Linked DNA regions of Mus musculus: region 2 is linked to region 1. Evidence: chromatin contacts called from public ChIA-PET data. All regions are on one chromosome and are shown on one strand. Each heading gives the region's core, a stretch centred on a gene start, on an enhancer-like site or on the middle of the called end of the contact. The rest is flanking DNA. Distances are from core to core; before and after follow the strand shown. Region 1 overlaps Ptpn4 (protein tyrosine phosphatase, non-receptor type 4). Region 2 holds the start of Tmem177 (transmembrane protein 177).

Region 1 (2,797 bases), core at 197-2,696:
ATCCAGCCCATTTATATAGCTACTAAATCATGCTATTAAATGATAGCCGCTTTTGAATTGCCTTTTAAAAAGTGTACTTACCTTTATTTCATTAGAGTTTGGGAGGGCCAGTTTGTTTTCTAGAGACAAAAATGATACAATTTGGGAAAAAGTTAAGGATAGAGAATGGGTTAGCAAAGTATGGGTTTGATACTTATAACTAATTAGGAGATAATTACAGTAATCCAAGCAAAACTAATAAAGACCTCTACCATACATTGATGTAGAATAGGGAACAAATTTGAGGGACCTAACATCGACTGCTGATGTTAGATGGCTAGAGGGACAATGAAACAAGTGTTTGTTCCCGGTGGAAATTACTTCGAGAGCAAAAAGCCTTGAAGAGTTGTATGTCTGGCATCTACTGTTGCTAGAATTTTGGAAGCATTTATAAAGATAACAGGAAAATTTTACTTGGTCAAAAATTCAAAGGTCTTTTCAACTTTGTATTTCTAGAAGAAATAGTTTAGTGTTTGTCGTTGCTTTTTCTCATTTTCTTCCTCCCAACATGAAAATTATTCCCTGTTTCTACCAATTAGTGATAGATCATTATATTCTAAAATCCCGACAGTTTCAAGTGACTTGAAGAATATGTCATCCGCAACAGCCCCTTACAAACTTATTGGCATTTATTCAGGGTTTTTCCCTTCATAGACTCAGGTGTGTGTGTGTGTGTGTGTGTGTGTGTGTGTGTGTGTGTATCTGTCTGTCTGCCTGGTAACTATCATGGACATCACTGTTCCAATTAGAAAGTGGTATAGACCTGAAAAACAAAGGGGTTTAGTAAATGTCACTCAAATGTTTTCTGTACAACTGACCATAAGATAACTTTACTCCTAGTGGCATAATTGTTCTAATTTAGAAAGAACCTGTTCTGGTTTTTTGTACTGTCTCTTACTTGCAGCACTCTCTATTTTTGAAAATCAAAGCATTGTCTTATTTTAATGATTTTTGTACATACTAGATTTTGTTATGCCTGATCTTCATTGTTTTGTCATTCACTATTAATATTCTAGGAAGGTTGTCAGGGACTGTCTTTTTTTTTTTTTTTTTTTTTTTGGTGTGTGTGGGTCAGGAGGATAGATATGTTTCTTTTTTAAGGTGCTAGGTTCCCAAACCTTGCACATGCTAGCCAAGTGTTCTACTTTGGTACTGTATGCTCAAGTCTTGGTGCGAAGTTTTAATAGTGCTGGGCTGTCTTAATGATTGTTTTGTCTCTGGAAATCTATGCTTTCCTGGGATTGTTTAAGTTTATTTAGCTCGCTTGTTTGTTTTTTTTGTTGTTGTTATTGTTGGTTTAGTTTGGTTTTTCGAGATAGGGTTTCTCTGTGTAGCCTGACTGTCCTGGAACCCGCTTTGTAGACCAGACTAGCCTTTTACTCAGGGATCTGCCTGGCTCTGCCTCCTGAGTGCAGAGATAATTGTGAGCACCACCATTGCCTGGATCCTTGGATTGTTTTTATAAGACTCTTTTACCTTATAATTAGCTACTAAATTCTCTAATGGTTTTAGCAAGAATTAGGTCATTTTGGTTAAGAATTCCAGATTTATTTTCTCTCTTAGAATTTTAAATGGCAGTATAAATAGGAAGACGAAAAAGGCCTTTAAACTTTATATGAAAAATTTTACCAATAACTACCTTATTTTCCCTTTTATATCTAATTTTTGAATTGCTTTCACACTTTTTCAGTTATCATATAATAATATCTGAGGAAGAGATGAGAGCAAATTTTTCTTCAACAGAAAAATAAGGTGCCACGGTCAGAAAATAAACTCACCACATTGCTAACAGTGTGGTATTTTTTTCTCTGAAATTTCCGCTCAGAACAGGAAATATAGACAGTAAGCTTGAGTGGGTGGGTCTCTGAGGTTAGAGCTGTTAATAAATTAAGATGCCTGAAATTTAGTTAGCTCAAGACATTTCCAAACATGTTTAGTTCATTACCAAGATTGAAGTGTTCATACAGTTTGTACTAGGTAAGTATGCTGGATTTTCAATTTTTCAGATGATTTTTTTTCTCTCAGTAATTAATCTTAGCTCTTATCACTTACATTTGATCTAATATATGAGGGAAGAATAGTTTGTGAATAGTAAGGATTAACACTAGTAAAAGAACTATAGGTGGTAAATTATGGTAAGCTTGAGATTTTATGTTTTAAATTGAAAAGACTATATAATATATTTTCATATATGACTAATTGAATTTATGTGTTCTCCACTGTGAGAGCTTAAATCTAATAGTGTGCAGATTCAAGTCCTAAACTAAAACTCACAGTGATAGGAAGAGGTCTTTGAACTTAAATTACTTTGAAACATTTGGAAAATGAAATTTGTGTCTGTCCTTTTTGTTTGCTTGTTGGTTACAAGTAGCATCATGTCTCTTTTAGAAGATGCACATTGATTTTAGAGTTCAAAGAGATTAGCCTAACCTGTGAGAGGATTTGGCTGTCAAACCCTGAAATGATAGGATAATTGTATGATTTTGATTTATAATTATTCATAATTTAACAAACTTTTAAAATTTTTATTTATTTATTTTCCTGCATATATGTCTGCATGAGGTTACTGGATCCCCTGGAATAGGAGTTGCAGACAGTTGTGAGCTGCCATGTGAATACTGGGAATTGAACCAGGATCCTCTGATAGAAGAGCTATTAGGCCATCTGGGTTTTTTCTTTTTTCTTTTTTTTTTTTCTTTCTATTTATTTACTTTTTATTAGATATTTTCTTTATATACATTTCAAATGCTATCCTGAA
Region 2 (3,143 bases), core at 97-2,596, 200 kb before region 1:
TCTGAGTTTGAGGTCAGACTGGTCTACAGAATGAGTTCCAGGACAGCCACAGCTACATAGAGAAATCATATCTTAAAAACCAAACCAAACCAAACCAAAACATCAACTAAGTTCACCCAAAGTGTGGTTTGAGATGTCTCAGGAAATTTGATTTTCAAAACAAAAAAGGAAATTGTGAGATATAAATAAGGAAGATAATCTGTAAGGTGTGTGGATTAATTGAAAGTTGACTATAAACCAAGTAGAATAATATCTTTATACAGAAATTCCTGGATGTATTAAGGTAATATTTGTAAACAGACTTTATGCTTAAAGATATGAGATAGCTCTAACCTACTGAATAGTAATGAAAACACTAGCAATGGTGAGTATTATTTTAACACCCAAAGCCCCTGGGCACTGTTTTTTTAGAAAACTCCTCAGACTATTAATGAGATGGCTGAAGTGGTAAAGTGACTGCCACAAAAGCATGCAGACTTGAGCTCAGTCCTCAGCAGCCACATAAAAACAAACAAAACCAAAAACCTGGCTGTTAATGGTGTATGATTGTAATCCCAGCCCTGGGGAGACAGAAGCAGGCAGACCCCTGGGGCTCACTTGATCAGGCTGGCTACCTTAATTGCTGAACCCCAGATGCCAGTGAGATAACCCTATCTCCAAAAACGGGTCAGCTGTCTCCTGAGGAGCAACATCCAAGTTCACCTATAAATGAATGAGCGCACATTTGTGTATCCACGCATCTACCATTTGTTGGGTGTGCCTTCTAGTAAGTACTTATTACTTAACTCTAATATGGTCTACACCACACTTCTTTTCTTGTATTGTTTTGTTTTGTTTTTCGAGACAGGGTTTCTCTGTATAGCCCTGGCTGTCCTGGAACTCACTTTGTAGACCAGGCTGGCCTCAAACTCAGAAATCCGCCTGCCTCTGCCTCCGGAGTGCTGGAATTAAAGGCGTGTGCCACCACACCCGGCTTTAGACCACAATTCTTGCTGGTCTCACAAGGTCACTTGACCTTCGGAATGCAGCGGTCACTGGCAGCAATTCCAGACCTTTCTGTCCTCGCTTTTCTCATTAAGCTTAGCTCTCCTCCCAGCGTACTGCACAGATACCTATTCGGCGCTACAGAAATCCGGGCCAGCAGGTCTCTATCTTGGCTCCGAAGGGCGCCGCGACACGGCTGAATTGGATAACAAAGTCCTCAAACTGCTCCACCTCGCCCTGAATAAGACCTTAGAGAGCAGACCTCAGGACCAGAACAGAAGCGCTGCTCCAAGCCCCGCCCACAACGCCCGTTCCGCCCACAAAGGCCCCGCCCACAAAGGCCCCCAGACCGGCGTGCTTTGCGCCTGCTCAGTCCGGCGCGGGAGCGGCGTGTTCTAAGGTTGCTACCGAGGTAAGCTCTCCTCTTGGCTGTGAGTTCTCTTATGTCCAGCTTCCGGGTTCAGTCATGTTCCGGTTGTTGGAAGCAGCCCGGTATGTGTCAGGGCGGAATCACATTGAGAGCTCTTCTAAAGCCAGAGCCTACACCTGCTTCTAGGCCAACTGCGAGACTCAGAGGCCGACCCGGGAGAGGTTGTTTTTGTTTTTGTTTTTTGTTTTTTTTTTTGTTCCCTTCCAAGGACCCTGTCTTTTCTAGCCTCAGTTTCCTCTTGGAAAGAATGAGTTAAATGAGTGATACAGAACCCTACGTTTTGTTTACAGTAGTACATTGCTAATCAAACGCTTCGCGGAGATAGGAATAAAGTGAAATTTCATCCAAAGAGAAATAACAGTCATAGTGACATAATCACAGACGAAATAAGGTGCCCAGAATATTCAAAAGTGCGCCTGTGAGACTTTGTCTCAAAAAAAAAACCACCACCAATTAACTTTAAAAACAATATTAACTTTGCTAATGAGTGAGGTGGATGGTCTGTTTGGTCTGTTTGTGTATATATAATAGATAACATTTTTAAGGTGAACAGCTTGCTATGAATCTCTAACGGCCCGTGATCAAATACCGAACCTTTGCTATCAGTGGTTAGCCTGCCAAGAAAAGTGTCTCATGAGGAATGACCTGAACAACAGGAGTTTATTTTTTCTTAGTTCCAGAGCTGGAGGTCCAAGACTCAGGTGTGGCCAAGCTAGGCTCCCTGGGTATTTCAGCAAGGCTAACAAATGGCCATCTTACCCCTGGATCTTCATGTGGTATTTTTTCTGTATGTGTCCGGATCTGAGCTCGAAAGCAGTGAGATCTGAGTATTGCTATCCCACGAACCTTCCGTTTCTATTTCAATGATAGGCCGAAGCTCCAAATACAGCCACCTCGTAAGATAATGGAAATGTGGCTCAACCATGGGAGCTTGGTGGAAGTAGGGACACTAGGCAGCATGTGACACTGCCACTTGTGGTTTTGGCCAATAAACCTGTCCAGCTGCATCCCTTTTCACAGCTGGAAATAAACTGTTGTGGTATGGGCTCTGAAGTATGATTTTTTTTTTCTTAGACTGACTGAATCCAGTGAATTCTCTGTGTCCTCAGACTCTATATTTGGTGATACCACCAGCTACATATCAAAAAATGTTTTGGAAGGAAAATTTGTATCTGTACTGAACATGGCTTTATTTTCTGGCCTTTAATTCCTAAGCAATATAGCATCACAAATTACAAATGTAGTGTTTGCATTGTAATAGGTTCTGTAATAACAAATACTAAGCCTTTTTGTAAGAGATGAGCATGTGAGGATCTTGGAATGTTTGTATCTTGAATCTAATCCTCTAAGGATATGCACATATAGTATTTATGTATAAATGTGTGCGTTTAAATATTCCCTGTGTTTATTAGTGTTACATGTATTTCCTAGTACAGTTGGCTGTCTGTGTCCATGCATATTCAATCAGCCAAGAACTGAAAATATGCAAGCAAAACTGTGTCTGCTGAGCAGGCAGACATTTTAGTCGTAGTCTAGCTCTATATGTAGTCTTGTGTTGTAGTGGGTATTATAAGTAGTATGGAGATAACTTAAAGTATGTGAGAGGTGGGTATATATATATATATATTTTATGAGAGCTCATATGCAAATGCTATGCTATTTATATAAAGCAACTGATGGTCTTTGATTTTTGGTATCTGTGGGGATCCTGGAAGTAAACCCTTGTAGC

The links. ChIA-PET counts read pairs in DNA pulled down with a chosen protein or histone mark.
Region 2: an RNA polymerase II ChIA-PET map of effector CD8 T cells shows a contact between it and region 1, with 8 read pairs. The contact joins the promoter of Tmem177 here to the enhancer-like site in region 1. A contact is called at or near these places in 8 of 39 promoter capture datasets (3T3-L1-derived adipocytes, the C10 cell line, HPC-7-derived erythroid cells and 4 more), 2 of 484 Hi-C or Micro-C datasets (both in cerebellar granule neurons), 2 of 115 datasets of contacts at active chromatin or transcription factors (effector CD8 T cells and memory CD8 T cells) and 2 of 9 other capture datasets (adipose tissue and pancreatic islet).

What each region holds. Positions count from the first base shown.
Region 1 is chr1:119,712,295-119,715,091 of GRCm38.p6, reverse strand. The region is part of intron 13 of Ptpn4 (protein tyrosine phosphatase, non-receptor type 4); the gene reads left to right. Among named protein-coding and RNA genes, the nearest start is that of Epb41l5, 65 kb to the right of the region's middle. Within about 2 kb of position 1,446, at least 11 of the 459 cell types and tissues checked have an H3K27ac peak or open chromatin away from gene starts, as enhancers often do. A contact at or near this core is called in effector CD8 T cells and memory CD8 T cells, where this site is marked.
Region 2 is chr1:119,911,386-119,914,528 of GRCm38.p6, reverse strand. It overlaps Tmem177 (transmembrane protein 177), which reads left to right and starts at 1,346. Exons shown (of 2, transcript NM_175106.4): 1 at 1,346-1,396. All of the region lies in intron 2 of Gm28209 (a long non-coding RNA gene), which reads right to left.